Regions from separate parts of the Zea mays genome. Here region 1 is linked to region 2. The links are chromatin contacts, called in public Hi-C maps. All regions are on one chromosome and are shown on one strand. The core of a region is the stretch at or near the end of the contact, and the rest is flanking DNA. Distances in the headings are between cores, read along the strand shown. Region 1 has its middle 86 kb from the start of LOC100272358. Region 2 holds the start of LOC100272358 (oligosaccharide transferase1).

Region 1 (3,028 bases), core at 81-2,580, 86 kb before region 2:
ATCCAAGAATAAGAGCTCAAAGAACACGAGCAAAACTCTCTCTCTAGTCACTAGGTGATTGGGGTGTATTTGGGACTTGGAGAGGCTTTGATTCTTTTGAATTGTGTCTTGTATTGATTGCACTAGCTCTTGTATTGAATGAGATGTCTGAAAAACTTGGATGCTTGAAGTGGTGGTGGTTGGGGGTATTTATAGCCCCAACCACCAAACCAACCGTTGGGGAGGCTGTCTGTCAATGGGCGCACCGGACAGTCCGGTGCGCCAGCCACGTCACCCAACCGTTAGGGTTCTGACGGTTTCGACCGTTGGAGCTCTGACTTCTTGGGGGCACCGGACAGTCTAGTGCCGCACCGGACAGGCACTGTTCACTGTCCGGTGCGCCTTCTGGCACTGCTCTGACTCTGTGCGAACTGTTTGCGCACTGTTCACTTTGCAGGCGACCGTTGGAGTTGACCGTTGCGCTCGCTAGCTGTTGCTCCGGTGGCACACCAGACAGTCCGGTGAATTATAGCGGAGCGAATTTCCAGAAACTCGAAGGTGAAGAGTTTGAGTCGATCGCCCCTGGTGCACCGGACAGTGTCCGGTGGCACACCGGACAGTCCGATGCGCCAGACTAGGGTTCTCTTTGGTTTCTTTTGTTCCTTTCTTTTGAACCCTAACTTGTATCTTTTTATTGGTTTGTGTTGAACCTTTAGCACCTGTAGAATATATAATCTAGAGCAAACTAGTTAGTCCAATTATTTGTGTTGGGCATTTCAACCACCAAAATCATTTAGGAAAAGGTTTAACCCTACTTCCCTTTCACTTATTACTCTTAGTGATCGGCATCACCTAGACGGCTCGATGGCAATTGGAGTTCGGTGATCACCCTGGAAGATTTGTTGGTGACCCGACTGGACGGTTGTACGAGGTCGTGAGGGATCCACGACGCCGGAGAGGCAAAGGATCATCTCATAGTGAGCACTTGGTTCTTGCGAGGACCAAGGGGAGCGATACCCTTGCGCGGGTAGGGATGAAAACGGTTTTGGAATTTTTCGGAATTCCAAAAACGGTTTCTGATTTTTTTCGATCGGAATTATCGGTATCGGTATTTCTTAGAATCGGAATCGGTCATCGGAATTTTAGATCGGAATCAGTATCGAAATCGATATAGCCCTTTACCGACCGTTTTCTTCAGTTACCATTTTAGGTTGGAATTTACCGAATTCAAAATTCAGAATTTACCAAAACTATTAACTAGCTCAGCCCAAGTTCTAAATTCATAACTCATGGGCTCATGGTCCAGTAGGCAGCAGCCCACCACGGGCAACCTATCGACCGTCGCACATCCCACCAACAACAACAACAGTCATCGCCCTCGCCCAGGCACAGGCACACAGCCGCCACTGCTCAGCTCTCCATGTCGTGCCCTCCGAATTCCCAAATCCTATGGCGGTGGCGCCTTTGCCCCCAACCCCGCGAGGTCGTGAGTCCGTGACTCATCTTCCTCCTCTTTGCCGGGCTGCACGTGGAGTGGAGATCCACCAGACCACACATGATCGCATTGCCCCCAATCCAGTATGTAATCTGTAACCCTAGCTTTGCTTACCGGGCTGCGGCACCCACTACCGGACGGACGGGCGCACGCACTGCTGGGCTGCAACACCCAATGCACGGACGCACGCACCAGCACCACGCACTGCATCCACATCCACAGATTGGCCGGTAAGTAATCCACGCCAGTAAGTAATCCCATCTTCAAATAGTTGGCCTCCATGCACGGCATCCACATCCACAGCTCGGTCGCACAACCTCCACGCACGGCCTCCACAGCTCGGCCTCCACGCACAACGCTCCCTCCCCTCGGCAGCTCCACCTCGGCCTCCACGCACGGTAGAAACTGTGAAGGTGTGATCTACTCTAATGTCGCAATTTTTATTCAATGTCACAATTTTTATTTGCAGGTAGAAACTGTGATCTGCTCTAATGGCTAGTGAAGGCGAAGCTTCACCTCCACGAAAGCATATGTTGTTGGAGTTGCCTAGTGAACATCAAAGTCAGAACTTGACATCCTCACCTCATGCAAATACAAGTCAACATTTTGGTGTGTCCGCATCATCGTCAACACCTGCTGCAACATCTCATGAACAAGGTGCAAATCCAGAAGAAGGAATTAATTAGGATGAGGATGATTCTTCAAAGTTGAAGCAAGCAAAGAAGTCCACTTCAAATGTTTGGCAGTATTTTAAGAAGTATGAGGTTGTCGTAGAGGAGAATGGTAAATCTGTGAAGCAAGTTTGGGCCAAATGCAAGTATTCTGGTTGCAAAAACAAGACTAGCAAAGCTAGGGTTAAAAATAGTAGAGGAACAACTGCATTTTGGTCTCATTTGAAAAATTATCATACGATTGTGAAGGGGCAACAATAGCTCAAGGCAGAAAAGGATCATGGCACAGATATATGCATTGTCCAGCCATATAAATATGATGAATAAACCAGTTTGAGAAAGTTTTATACAGCTATTATCATGCATGAGTATCCATTTAACATTGTTGAGCATAGACACTTTGTGGAATTCATTAAATCATTGAAGCCTACCTTTCCTATGAAGTCATGTGTCACTATTAGAAAAGAAATAATGGAACTCTACTTGCATGAAAAGGATGTGTTGTGTAAGTATTTCAAAACCCTCAATTGTCGCATGAGTGCTACTATGGACATGTGGACATCAAACCAGAATAAAGGCTACATGTGTGTCACGGTACATTGGGTAGATGATGATTGGGAAATACAGAAGAGAATTATCAATTTCCTCCATGTTCCGAGTCGGCATAGTGGTGAGAATATGTCTCTTATCCTCAGTTCATGCCTATTGAAATGGTTTATAGAGAAGAAAAATGTTTTTTAACTAGGGATGAAAACGGGACGGGAAATTCCCGTACCGTCCCATTTTGAATACTGTTTTTTACCAATCGTTTTTGAATTGTTCGGGAACCGATTAGAAATGGTACGAAAACGATTTAGCTAGTTTTTCGATCGTTTTCGTATTT
Region 2 (2,781 bases), core at 193-2,692:
CTCATCATCACTACCAGCTTCGGCATCAACATTTTTAGCTTCAACACTAACACTGTCTTTCTCTGGAAAAGATCCTTCTCCCTCTTGAACAACTAATCCAGAACGCCTCATAACCTCCGAAATTGGAGATGTCTCAGTGGTTTTGGTCTCTCCACCCTCATTTGTCAGTCTAGCAGTAGACCTAATACTAGCCATTTGACTTCTTAAGACGAAGATAACATTCGATTGTGTTGATGCTTGTTCGAAGACCAATTAACGAATTCACAGAGCACAGACAACTTCAGCTTCAGTAAAAAATTTTCAGCAGCACAACAATGCAATAACAATGAATGCTGTAATAACTTCTTACCAACCAATCTGTTTTTATAGCCCTGCAGGTGAAGAAGGCGTACCGCCACGCCACTCATACTGACTGATCGGTGGACCAACGTAGGCCGTAACTATTTCATTAGTTTTTAACAAGCTCAGAGAAGGTGTTTTTGGACCTTCGGCATTCAGAAGCCTTCGTGTGTTTCGCGGATCGAGTTCGTTATGATAAAACGACCTAGCACCGCAAAGGGGCTACTGTTGGGGGTCTCCTTCTCTGCCGAAGGTCCTCAGGATGAAGAAACCGTTTGTAATTCACTTTGACAAAGATACGTCAAAGGAACTGAGTGCCGAAGCCGTGACAGACACGCAGGAAATACAACGAAGCTTCGTCAATAATTAAAGTTTCGGTTTAAAGATGATCACAAATGTCATACATGAAATCAAGCTAGCAATGAAAAGACTTGTTTATCCTTGATATTTGTATTAGATAAATGTATAGATATCTGAGTCATAATTGTACTTTTGTTTAGGTTGCGTTCTATGTCTATAAAAAGATGAACAGTACATCCGTACTGTTCACGTTTTTTGGAAGGATGTACTCGCATTCTCTCCTTCGAGCAAGCCGAAGATACAAATGTAATATACAACTTGTATCATTTATTAACATACAACACAAATCTTGACATTATTTTGACATAAAATATGAAATGAATGCTTGTTATAATATTACATTGTAATATTATTCGTATGAAAAATGAAGAATCTCTGAAAGACGATAATGCTTCGAAGGACGAAAGTCTTTAACGTTTAATATTTATGTTTTCTTGTTTTTCATTTACAGCAATCGAAAACAAATAACCAATAAGATCAGAACTGGCTACATGAATAGGCGCATGACTTCAGTATGGGAAAGGATCAGAACGAGTTCAAGGAACCGGATAAACTATTATGGCCTGATACTCAAAAATTAAATTGAAGAGTACGCCTTTCCTGCACGACAACAAGGGTGATTATTTATTAGAAGCTGACAGAGAGTTCGCGGAAAATAATAAATAAAATATTGACAGTAAATAAAATAAAATAAAAATATGTATATAAAATATTTGAGGGGAAGCGGGGTCATCCGGTCATATCCTGCCTTGAGTGTTCGTGCAACGCTGCCCCTGCCGCGTCGTCTTCTGGACCGCTTCTCCACTCCGCCCAGCTCGCAGTCGCAGCTCGCTCAAAGCAGCACAGCAGCAAGCAGAAGGAAGAAAAAGAGCAGCGAGAGCCGAGAAGAGAAGCGCGCCGCCGCTCGAGCTCATCCCGCCGCCGGACACACCGCATGGCCATGAGGCACAGGGCGCGGTCCTCCCCCACCTCCCCGCTCACCCCGTCCTCCAGCGCAAGGTAACCCCGCCGGCGCCGCCTCATTGCCTTGTCCCCCTTTCTACCTGGTGGTACTGGCTTCCGAGATTCGCGGTCTCGCGGGTCCCCTTGGCCGGTTTCATCTCTACCGCCAGTTCTCCTTCCTGTGGATTTGTTGGTACGGCTGCTCGCTGCTAGGTGCTAGCTAGGGTGCCGGAATCTCGCGCCTGGTTCCTGGCTGATTCCTTCGGCGCAAGCGCAAAGGAAGGAGTCTTTTGGGCGCTCTGGCTTGTTCTGATTTTGTTCTTGATGCTGCTTTAGATACGCTGCCAGTTTACAGGAGCCGAGCTTCCCGGCGTTTAGATTTTTTGTTTAAAGTTCTTTTAAATAAAAGGAAGAAAAGCTCATTTGGCCCTGCATTTGCAAGCAGTTGCTATGCTTCCTCAGGCCCTTTGGTCGTACACTCAACAGCGCAAGAAGATTAGTGAGCGCAGCAGAACGCTTGCGTAACTGCAAAAAAAAAAGTTCGACGCGCCTGCTGTATTCCTCCAGATTCTCGATTCGGCTAGGAACTGAAAAGCTGTACGGGACAAGGAACTTGGTGCTGGTCTCGAACTAGAAACCGAGAAGATGTACGAGATAAGGACGGCAGGGATGCGTCACTCATGCGTGTGAAGCGTGAACTTCCACTTAGCTTTTCGTTCAGGATAACCGTCACCGAGATCCCGACGCTCTCTGCGTCCATTGACCGCCGTGGCCCCCATGGGCCATGGAAGATGGTGATCTCGTCACCAAGCGCTTGTTGCTCGTGCAACCGGCGTTGACGTTCCCGCCGCCCCCCACTTTCTCGGTGGGCACTGGGCAGGGGGGGCAAGGAAAGCGAGGTAGCAGAAGCTGCTGGCGCGATTTCTTTTTAGTATGTGTGAGCTGCACTCAGGCAGGATTTGAGATTACGTTGTACCTTTTAGAATTCGTTTTCTAGCACGCTGTTTTTGTTGAGTGGATTGTGGTTTGTGGACACCCACTTGGCCACTGTCTTCTGAATGAGAGGCGAGTGGGGTCTTTTATTCCCGCTGCTCTTTTTTTTTCCACGGGGAACAGGAGACATTTCTCTTTGGTTGGTTT

Evidence for each region. Hi-C and Micro-C count contacts between places; a contact is called where the count stands out from the background.
Region 1: a Hi-C map of tassel shows a contact between it and region 2, with 2.6 times the contacts expected there. The contact joins the enhancer-like site here to the promoter of LOC100272358 in region 2. A contact is called at or near these places in 3 of 25 Hi-C or Micro-C datasets (endosperm, leaf and tassel).

What each region holds. Positions count from the first base shown.
Region 1 is chr7:19,703,298-19,706,325 of Zm-B73-REFERENCE-NAM-5.0, reverse strand. No RefSeq gene overlaps it. Among protein-coding and RNA genes, the nearest start is that of LOC100272358, 86 kb to the right of the region's middle. Within about 2 kb of position 1,330, at least 14 of the 20 cell types and tissues checked have an H3K27ac peak or open chromatin away from gene starts, as enhancers often do. A contact at or near this core is called in leaf and tassel, where this site is marked.
Region 2 is chr7:19,617,818-19,620,598 of Zm-B73-REFERENCE-NAM-5.0, reverse strand. It overlaps LOC100272358 (oligosaccharide transferase1), which reads left to right and starts at 1,442. Exons shown (of 4, transcript NM_001317394.1): 1 at 1,442-1,698. The coding sequence starts at 1,634.